Linked DNA regions of Bos taurus: region 2 is linked to region 1. A link is a contact called in public Hi-C data. All regions are on one chromosome and are shown on one strand. Each heading gives the region's core, a stretch centred on a gene start, on an enhancer-like site or on the middle of the called end of the contact. The rest is flanking DNA. Distances are from core to core; before and after follow the strand shown. Region 1 overlaps MAP2K6 (mitogen-activated protein kinase kinase 6). Region 2 has its middle 15 kb from the start of MAP2K6.

Evidence for each region. Hi-C and Micro-C count contacts between places; a contact is called where the count stands out from the background.
Region 2: a contact with region 1 is called in a Hi-C map of skeletal muscle, with 2.7 times the contacts expected there. The contact joins two enhancer-like sites. A contact is called at or near these places in 2 of 11 Hi-C or Micro-C datasets (liver and skeletal muscle).

What each region holds. Positions count from the first base shown.
Region 1 is chr19:61,142,343-61,146,328 of ARS-UCD2.0, reverse strand. MAP2K6 (mitogen-activated protein kinase kinase 6) reads left to right here. Exons shown (of 12, transcript NM_001034045.1): 8 at 1-3; 9 at 1,028-1,105; 10 at 2,958-3,097. Among named protein-coding and RNA genes, the nearest start is that of MAP2K6, 92 kb to the left of the region's middle. Within about 2 kb of position 2,203, at least 18 of the 102 cell types and tissues checked have an H3K27ac peak or open chromatin away from gene starts, as enhancers often do. A contact at or near this core is called in liver and skeletal muscle, where this site is marked.
Region 2 is chr19:61,250,132-61,254,117 of ARS-UCD2.0, reverse strand. No RefSeq gene overlaps it. Among named protein-coding and RNA genes, the nearest start is that of MAP2K6, 15 kb to the right of the region's middle. Within about 2 kb of position 2,292, at least 20 of the 102 cell types and tissues checked have an H3K27ac peak or open chromatin away from gene starts, as enhancers often do. A contact at or near this core is called in liver and skeletal muscle, where this site is marked.

The DNA of each region.
Region 1 (3,986 bases), core at 954-3,453:
GCCGTGAGTACAGCGCCTGGGGGTGGCGTTGGGAGAGCAAGTGCCTTCAAACCCTGCCAGGAATCACGACCTGGGCGGCCAAGGAGGGAGCACTGAAATACGCCCAAAGCACAAGAAGTATCCTCCACTTTCTTTCTTCTTAAATGTCTCCTGTCTAAAATCCCGAGGCCCTTCCTTCTCTTATATTTGAAAAAAAAAAAAATCAGAGGAAGAGGTATACTCTCTGAAAAAGCACTATATAAAGCCCAGTTCTCCACTCTGCGCTGTCTGTTGAGAATAGCAGAGAGAGAGGAATTGCAATTCCCCAGGCAAGTCCGTTACGTTAGTCCCGAGGGAGCTTCGTAGCTGTGAAGATTCATTGCTTTTGGCAGAGACCTTGGGATTCCCTTTAAGTTAAGGGACTTCTACTGTAAATACTCTATTTGGAAATGAACACGTGCTTGGAATTTAAAAGCTTTGTGTCCACGATTACCTAAAAGTGGTTGAGGTTGTTAATACCAGACCGTAGCCCAGTGACTCTTGCAGATTGTTTTCACTGAGTTCTGGACTGTTGGTATTTTATTCATTTATTTGGCTGCCTTGAGTCTTAGTTGCAGGGTGCAGAACTTAGTTGCCCTGCAGCATACGGGATCTTAGTTCCCCGGCCAGGGATCGAACCCATGTCCCCCCCTGGAAGGAGGAAGCTTGACCACTGGACTGCAAAGGAAGTCCCTGGACTGTTGGTCTTTTAAACGAGGAAACTTCAAGGTGGGCAGCGTAATGGTCGACTGTATGTCACGCTCTTTGGAAGGCCGAACTGAAGTTGCTTTTGAGTTGTGAGGGGACTCTGACGCATTGTCGTCTCCAAGAAAAGATGTCTGTAAACCCCGTGGAGACGTTGGTCTTCGCTGTCGTGAGTGAGACTCCTGGCCCGGGAGGCGTGTTAATGGCTCACAGCCGCTCACTTGGCAGCCACTGCCACCCCACCCCCGAGACTTTACTGAGCCAAGAGTGTCATCTCAGTTGTCCTTTTCTGTCTCCTTTCCAGCCCGAGAGAATAAACCCAGAGCTCAACCAGAAGGGATACAGCGTGAAGTCCGACATCTGGAGTTTGGGCATCACCATGGTAGTGTGTGATAATAATTGTGGGCTGGGGGCAGGGAGTATTGGGGCATGAAGCTGCGGTGGGGCAGACCTCAAGAGCAAGAGGTGGACGCCCTTGAAGCTGATCTGAGAGAGCAAGATTGTCCGCAGAGCGGGGCGGCAGAAACACTGAACGGGAACTGGGCAAACCCAGTTCTCTTCATTCCACCTCCAAGGAGTTGTGTGCCCTTGCGTGACGGATGGAGTCACACAGGCTGTCTCGCTGTCCTGAGCTGTAAAACGAGAGGGTCTGGCTGCTGTTCCTGAGAGTTATCCTTAGGGTTTAAATTTAAACTACTCTAATCAAGCATGCAGAGGCTCAGGCTACTCCAAGAGCACGAATCTGTGTGGACCCTGATAGAGCTTTTTTAAAAAATTTTTGTTTTATATCGGAGCGTGTTTTGTTTGTTGCTTAGTTGACTCTTTTCAATCCCATGGACTGTAGCCCGCCAGGCTCCGCTGTCCATGGGATTTCCTAGGCAAGAATACTGGAATGAGTGGCCATTCCCTTCTCCAGGGGACCTTCCTGACCCAGGGACTGAACCCAGGCATTGCAGGCAGATGCTTTGTCCTCTCAGCCATGTAGTTGATCACAATGTGGTGCTGGTTTCAGGTGTACAGTGAAGTGATGCAGTTTACTTGTATCTCTTTTTTTCCAATTCCTTTCCCACTTAGGTTATTACAAAATGTTGAGCCGAGTTCCCTGGGCTGTACAGCAGGCCCTTGTGGGTTGTCTGTTTTAAAGACAGCACTGTGTACATGTCCATCCCAAACTCCCAATCTCTGCCACCCGTCCTAGACGCTAATATGGAGAGCTTTGTATCCAAGACATGGGCTCAGCTTCTCGGAATATGGTTATGAGAGCAGTCTTGGCTGTTGACTGCAGGTATAGCCCCAGCACATACTAACAAACAGGCTCATTTCCTCAGGCACAGCCCTGAAGTTATACACGGTGAGAGCCTGATTTGTAACTCTGCTGATCGTAAATTTTCAGTGGATCACCGAGGTCTGGAAGGATCCATGGTGGTCCTGGTTCCTTCCCAGACACAGCAGCTGAGTAAATCCCGTGAGCTATTTCACGTCCTTGCCCAGAAGGCACGTGATCTTGTAACAGCAAGGCGGCCTTTACTCAAGTCCAAAAACCGAGCAGTCCTTTGGCCCTGTTTGTTTTCATTCCAGCGTGTGGCCAGCAGATGGCAGCAGAGGTAAGCGTCTTCGGGCGAGAAGTGCTTTTTAGACTAAACGTTTGAAAACCTGGCCCCTTTCATCCTGAAGTTGCACACTGCTGGCTCACAGTTTTATGAAGTGCCACACTGGGTTTCAGTGAGGTTATTGTTCAGTCCCTCAGTGGTGTTCGACTCTTTGTGACCCCGTGGACTGCAGCATGCCAGGCCTCCCTGTCCATCACCAGCTGGATGATTACTCAAACTCATGTTCATCAAGTCAGTGATGCTATCCAGCTGTCTCATCCTCTGTCGTCCCCTTCTCCTCCTGCCCTCAATCTTCCCCAGCGTCAGGGTCTTTCCCAGTGAGTCGGCTCTTCGCATCAGGTGGCCAAAGTACTGGAGCTTCAGCATCAGTCCTTCTGGTGAATATTCCAGGTGGATTTCCTCTTGGTGAGGGGCTGTCTCCCGGACGATGTCACCCCCAGCTCCAGGACGTGGGGGCACACCGCTAGCGAACACGGCATCGTTGGCGTCCCCTCTGCACGTTTCACCGGACTGTCCCCGTCCGGTTGCCCTCCGCCTCCTGGGATGACATGGATGCCCCAGCAGCTGCCCGGTACACAGTAGCCCAGAGTCAGCTCTCACCTCCTGTGTACCTCTCCCTTCCAGATCGAGCTGGCCATCCTCCGGTTTCCCTACGACTCGTGGGGGACTCCTTTCCAGCAGCTCAAACAGGTGGTGGAGGAGCCGTCGCCGCAGCTGCCCGCAGACAAGTTCTCCGAAGAGTTTGTTGACTTTACCTCACAGTGGTAAGAGAGCGCGTCTCCCAGAAGCCAGGGTGAAGGCGGAAGGGGTCCTCCTGACTTCCTCCATTGGTCTAATCCACGTGCCCACATCCACTCCCAGTGTTGATGGAGTGTATCCTCGTTGCTAAGCAACAAAGACGGCTCTGCCTGGTCCCCGCTGAGCTCAGAGCCACAGAGGGGAGTGTCCCAGCTCAGTCATTCTAGCCCAGGTCCAGAGGGAAACGGGCACTGGGTCTTTGGGGGGATCTCAGAGGAAAGGCCTTAGGGGAGAGTTTCTGGAGGAGATAAATCCTGAGCTGGGACCAGGTGAGGTGTGTGCCAGGGAAAAGGGAAGTGGAGGAGGAGAAGGTGTTCCAGGTGGGAGGAATCTCATGCACCCTGACACAGGCGTGGGAAACTGTTTGATGAGAGGCTGAGCCATCTGATGTGGGCCAGGGCATAAAGAGAGAGGTGGGGGACCCACTGGAGGGCTCGGGTGGGGAGGAGATATGACGCAAAGAATAAGCCTGGAGAAGACGACGGAGGCTACATTCAGAGCTTCCCTTAGGCACCTGGAAGTCTTACCAAGTGATTCTGGTGTTTTAGGCTGATTCTTAGAGAAGGCTTGCTCACTGATGGCTCTGCTTGCCCGGAAGTGGACAGTGGACAGTTCCGGCTGGGGAGGGGGCACGTCTAAGAAGGGAAAAGAAAGTTGGGGGGGAAGAGATGGAAGGAGCCATACTGATGCCGTGAGTTTGTTTTCATGGAAATTGCTGGTGGAATTGAGGAAACTAGAAGAGGGGATTGTTTTTCTCCAGAAAACCTGGTGATTTCCGTCTGCACGGGCCCCAGGGTGCCCAGCATGACTTGATACTGATGATCATTGCAAGGGATGCTGGAAAAATGATGCCAT
Region 2 (3,986 bases), core at 1,043-3,542, 110 kb before region 1:
AAATCCCATGGACGGAGGAGCCTGGTAGGCTGAGGTCCATGGAGTCACTAAGAGTCGGACACAACTGAGCGACTTTACTTTCACTTTCCACTTTCATGCATTGGAGAAGGAAATGGCAACCCACTCCAGTGTTCTTGCCTGGAGAATCCCAGGGACAGGGGAGCCTGGTGGGAGGCCGTCTATGGGGTCGCACAGAGTTGGACACGACTGAAACGACTCAGCAGCAGCAGCTGCAGCAGCAGCTATGCAGGCGATAGACTCCATCTGATCGGGAAGAAAGGCCACTTTAAGTATTAACCCTTCACTCCCCCCACTTCCACTCAACATACTGCAATCTTTTACAGATATTTTTAGTGTGGACTGTTTTTAAAATCTTTATTGAATTTGCTACAATATTGCTTTTATGTTTTGTCTTTTTTTCTTTTTGGGGGCTGTGTGGCACGTGGGCTCTTAGTTCTCTGACAGGGATCGAACCTGCATCCTCTGCATTGGAAGTCCCAACCACTGGAGCCCCCAGGAAGGCCCCCCACTACAACCGTTCCCGCTCCACCAGCCCCTTCGATTCCTGTCTCATTGTTGTGTTCTTCTCTTCGCCCCAGCCTCTCATTCTGCGGTGCTGACTTACTTACATGCACGTGTCCTCTACAAGACTGTAAACTTCTCTCTCTTCTCTTTTTTGCGTAGGTGAAAGATTTTATTACTGAATTCTTTGAAAAAGCAACTATACCCACTGCAAACCTACTGAACGAGAGGCTATTAAACCATTCAGTGGGTTCTATGTGTGGGGCTGTGGTTGGAATTTCACGCTCATGGTAGGGGTTTGGCTCGTGGTTGCTACTGACACCATTCATCAGTATGATTGCGGATGTGCTAAGCAGATGGTAAGCTTCTCGAGGGCAGGAAAAGTGTTGCGCTCACTTTCCTATACTCGGTGTTCATCCCTAGGCCCAGAGGAAAGTAAGTGTTCAATACACTCAACATCGCACGCATTCAGTATTTATTGTGTGCCGACTGTGTTTCCTGGGCTTCCCAGGCGGCTCAGTCGTAAAGAATCCACCTGCCAACGCAGGAGACGTGGGTTGGATCTCTGGGTGAGGAAGATCCCCTGGAGAAGGAGATAGCAGCCTGTTTCAGTATTCTTGAATGGAAAAATCCCATGGACGAGGAGCCTGGCGGGCTACAGTCCATGGGGCTGCAAAGAGTCGGATACAACTGAGCACGCACGCACTATGGATTTCCGAGAAAAATGCTAAATACACTGAGCGTAGGACAGCGAGCCAAACAGGAAAATCTCCCTGCCCTGGAGGAATCCACAAACGAATTCCAAGAGACACACAATAAATCAGGAAGGGAGTCAATTAATAAATGGCTAAAATTTTAGGATGTCAGATAGTGATAGAGGCTACTGTAAAAAAAAAAACAAAACAGAATCAGAAGAGATGAACTCAGGGTGTGATTTGAAATTGGGTGGTCAGAGAAGGTTTCACTGTGAAGTGGATCTCAGGATGCAGACTTGAGAAGTGAGAGGAAGCCAGGTGGACACCCGGGTGGGGCGGTGGGGAAGTTGGTGAGACAAGGGCTGCCAGGAGGCCCTGAAGCAGGACGGGCAGGGTGTTCGAGTCGCAGCGGCAGTCGGTGTGGCTGGAACCGTGACGGGCAGTCGGAGGGCAGCTGCGGCTGGCAGTGGGGGAGGGCAGGTGGGGCGCACCTTGTAGGGCTACTCTGGGGTCGCTCTAAGGACTCTGGCTTTTATTCTAAGTGGGACTCAAGGCCACCAGGGACCAGAGCAGAAGAGAGACATGATGGAACTTGCTAATTAGGGACACCCCCACCCCCGGCGGTCCGGGGTGAGGGCCTCACCTTCCAGTGCATGGGGTGTGGGTCCGCTCCCTGCTCGGGGAGTTAAGATCCCCTCATGCCTTGGGGCCAAAAAACCAGAACATAAAGCAGAAGCAATGTTGTAACAAATTCAACAAAGACTTTAAAAACGGCGCCCATCTTCCAGGTGTGGGGAGAGCTCCTGCTGCAGTGTTATTCTGCTTGTTGGTCTGACTGACTCAATAAAGAACTCTTCCTGCCAACCCCTGCCCCTCAAAAGAAGGTTCACCTAGAAAAGTCTTTAAAAGAAAAAGCAAACAACAACAACAAAACCCTTGGTAATTAAACAGGACAGCTCTGGCAACTTCAAGAGGGAGACAGGTTCTTTTGGGTGATGGACAGGAGGTTGGGCCAGTGTTTGTCAGTGGATACGCAAAGAAGTCTGGGGCCTGTGCACGGCCTCCAGGTGCTTTTCTTAGACTGGATTTGCTCCCAGTGAACCAGGGTCTCTGAGAGGAGGAGAGGAGCGGAGATGCCTCCAGAGGTTGGCAGGAGCGACTGCAAACTTGGGGCCGCTGCTCTCAGAGACATACCCTGCGATCCTGTGATTCCCTGTCCAGATTACGACTCTTCTGAGAGTGCAAGACATGCTATTTGGGAAAACGTGTCAACTTGGTTTATCTTAGAGAGGCGTCCACCGTAGAGCCGTGTCCACAGTCAGGGGTGTTTCCCTCCAAAAGGTGGCTCGGGCATTAAAGAACCGGCCTGCAATGCAGGAGACCTGGGTTTGATCCCTGGGTCGGGAAGATCCCCTGGAGAAGGGAATGGCAACCCACTCCAGTATTCCTGCCTGGAGAATTCCATGGACAGAGGAGTCTGGCCAGCTACAGTCCATATAACAAAAACCTCACACTAGCTGACCTAAAAGCATTCTTTTAGTCCCCGTTTAGGTTCTGGCATTTTTATCCTCCCCTTCTTTTTTTCCCCTGCCAGTTAAATCAAGTCACAGAATGAGGTGACTGCGATTGTTGGCTATATCTGAATAAGCCTGCTGGCTTCTGAGCAGCCAGAAACAGAAAGCAATATCTCAACAGCTGAGCTAATAAGAAATGAAAACTTTAAAACCAGCCCTGATTTTCTGCATTCGGGTCTAACAGACAAGGGTGCATGCATGCTGTCGCTTCAGTCGCATCCAACTCTTTGAGACCCTATGGACTGTAGCCTGCCAGTCTCCTCTGTCCATAGGGATTCTCCAGGCAAGAATACTGAATTGGGTGGCCAATTCTCTCCTCCAAGGGATCTTCCTGACCAGGGATTGAACCCACGCCTCTTGTGTCTCCCGCACTGGCAGGCAGACTCCTTACCTCTGGGTCATCTGGGAAGCCCAAGGGCTAAGGGTGGAGGCTCTCAAACACTCTCCTGTCTCATTTTCCTCTGTGATCTCATAATAGGGTACTAAGCTTTAGCAAAATGGGCAAAAGCAGCTTTCTGCCTAAACTCCTGAGACCACAAGGTCCTGTTTTTGGCGGGAACTGTACCAAGGCTGGGTTGTGGTCCAGCCCCTCCCTGCTGGTGGCTTACACACAGGCACACCGGCGCATTTCCAGCTCTTACGTAACGGGGGCAGCGGGCGAGGGTGAGCGTGTACACATCCGAGCACTGTGTCCTTGGTCTGGAATGCAGGAGCAACAAGTTTCAGCAGGACTGTGCCCCTGCACACGGGGCCCTGCGGGGGAGCAGGTGCGGCCGGTTGGCCGCCAAGCTCAGCGCTCCCTCGGGTCAGATGTCTGGAAAAGGCAGGAAAACTGGAAAGGATCTGTGATCCCTGAAACCCGCGGATTTCCACCTCCGATTATTTGTCAGGCAGCTACGAACGCGCTAAACACAAACACTGCCTCTACCTACGTCGTGAGGGGAAATAGTTGGCCCGTAAGGCACCCCTGGCGCCTTGCAGAATAAACAAACCCGTGTAAACATTTGAGAGGAAAAAAAAAAACCACGACAGACGAGCACACACACGGGGCTGCTTCTGAGCCCCGGAGTTCCCCGCGCGCCGGCCGCCGCCACGGGCGTCACATGAGAGGCCCGCGCGTCTCCCCGAAGCGCAACAAAACAGGGGCGCGAGGTGCCAGGGGAATTAATACGCTGTCCTCGGTCGACCTTCTCCT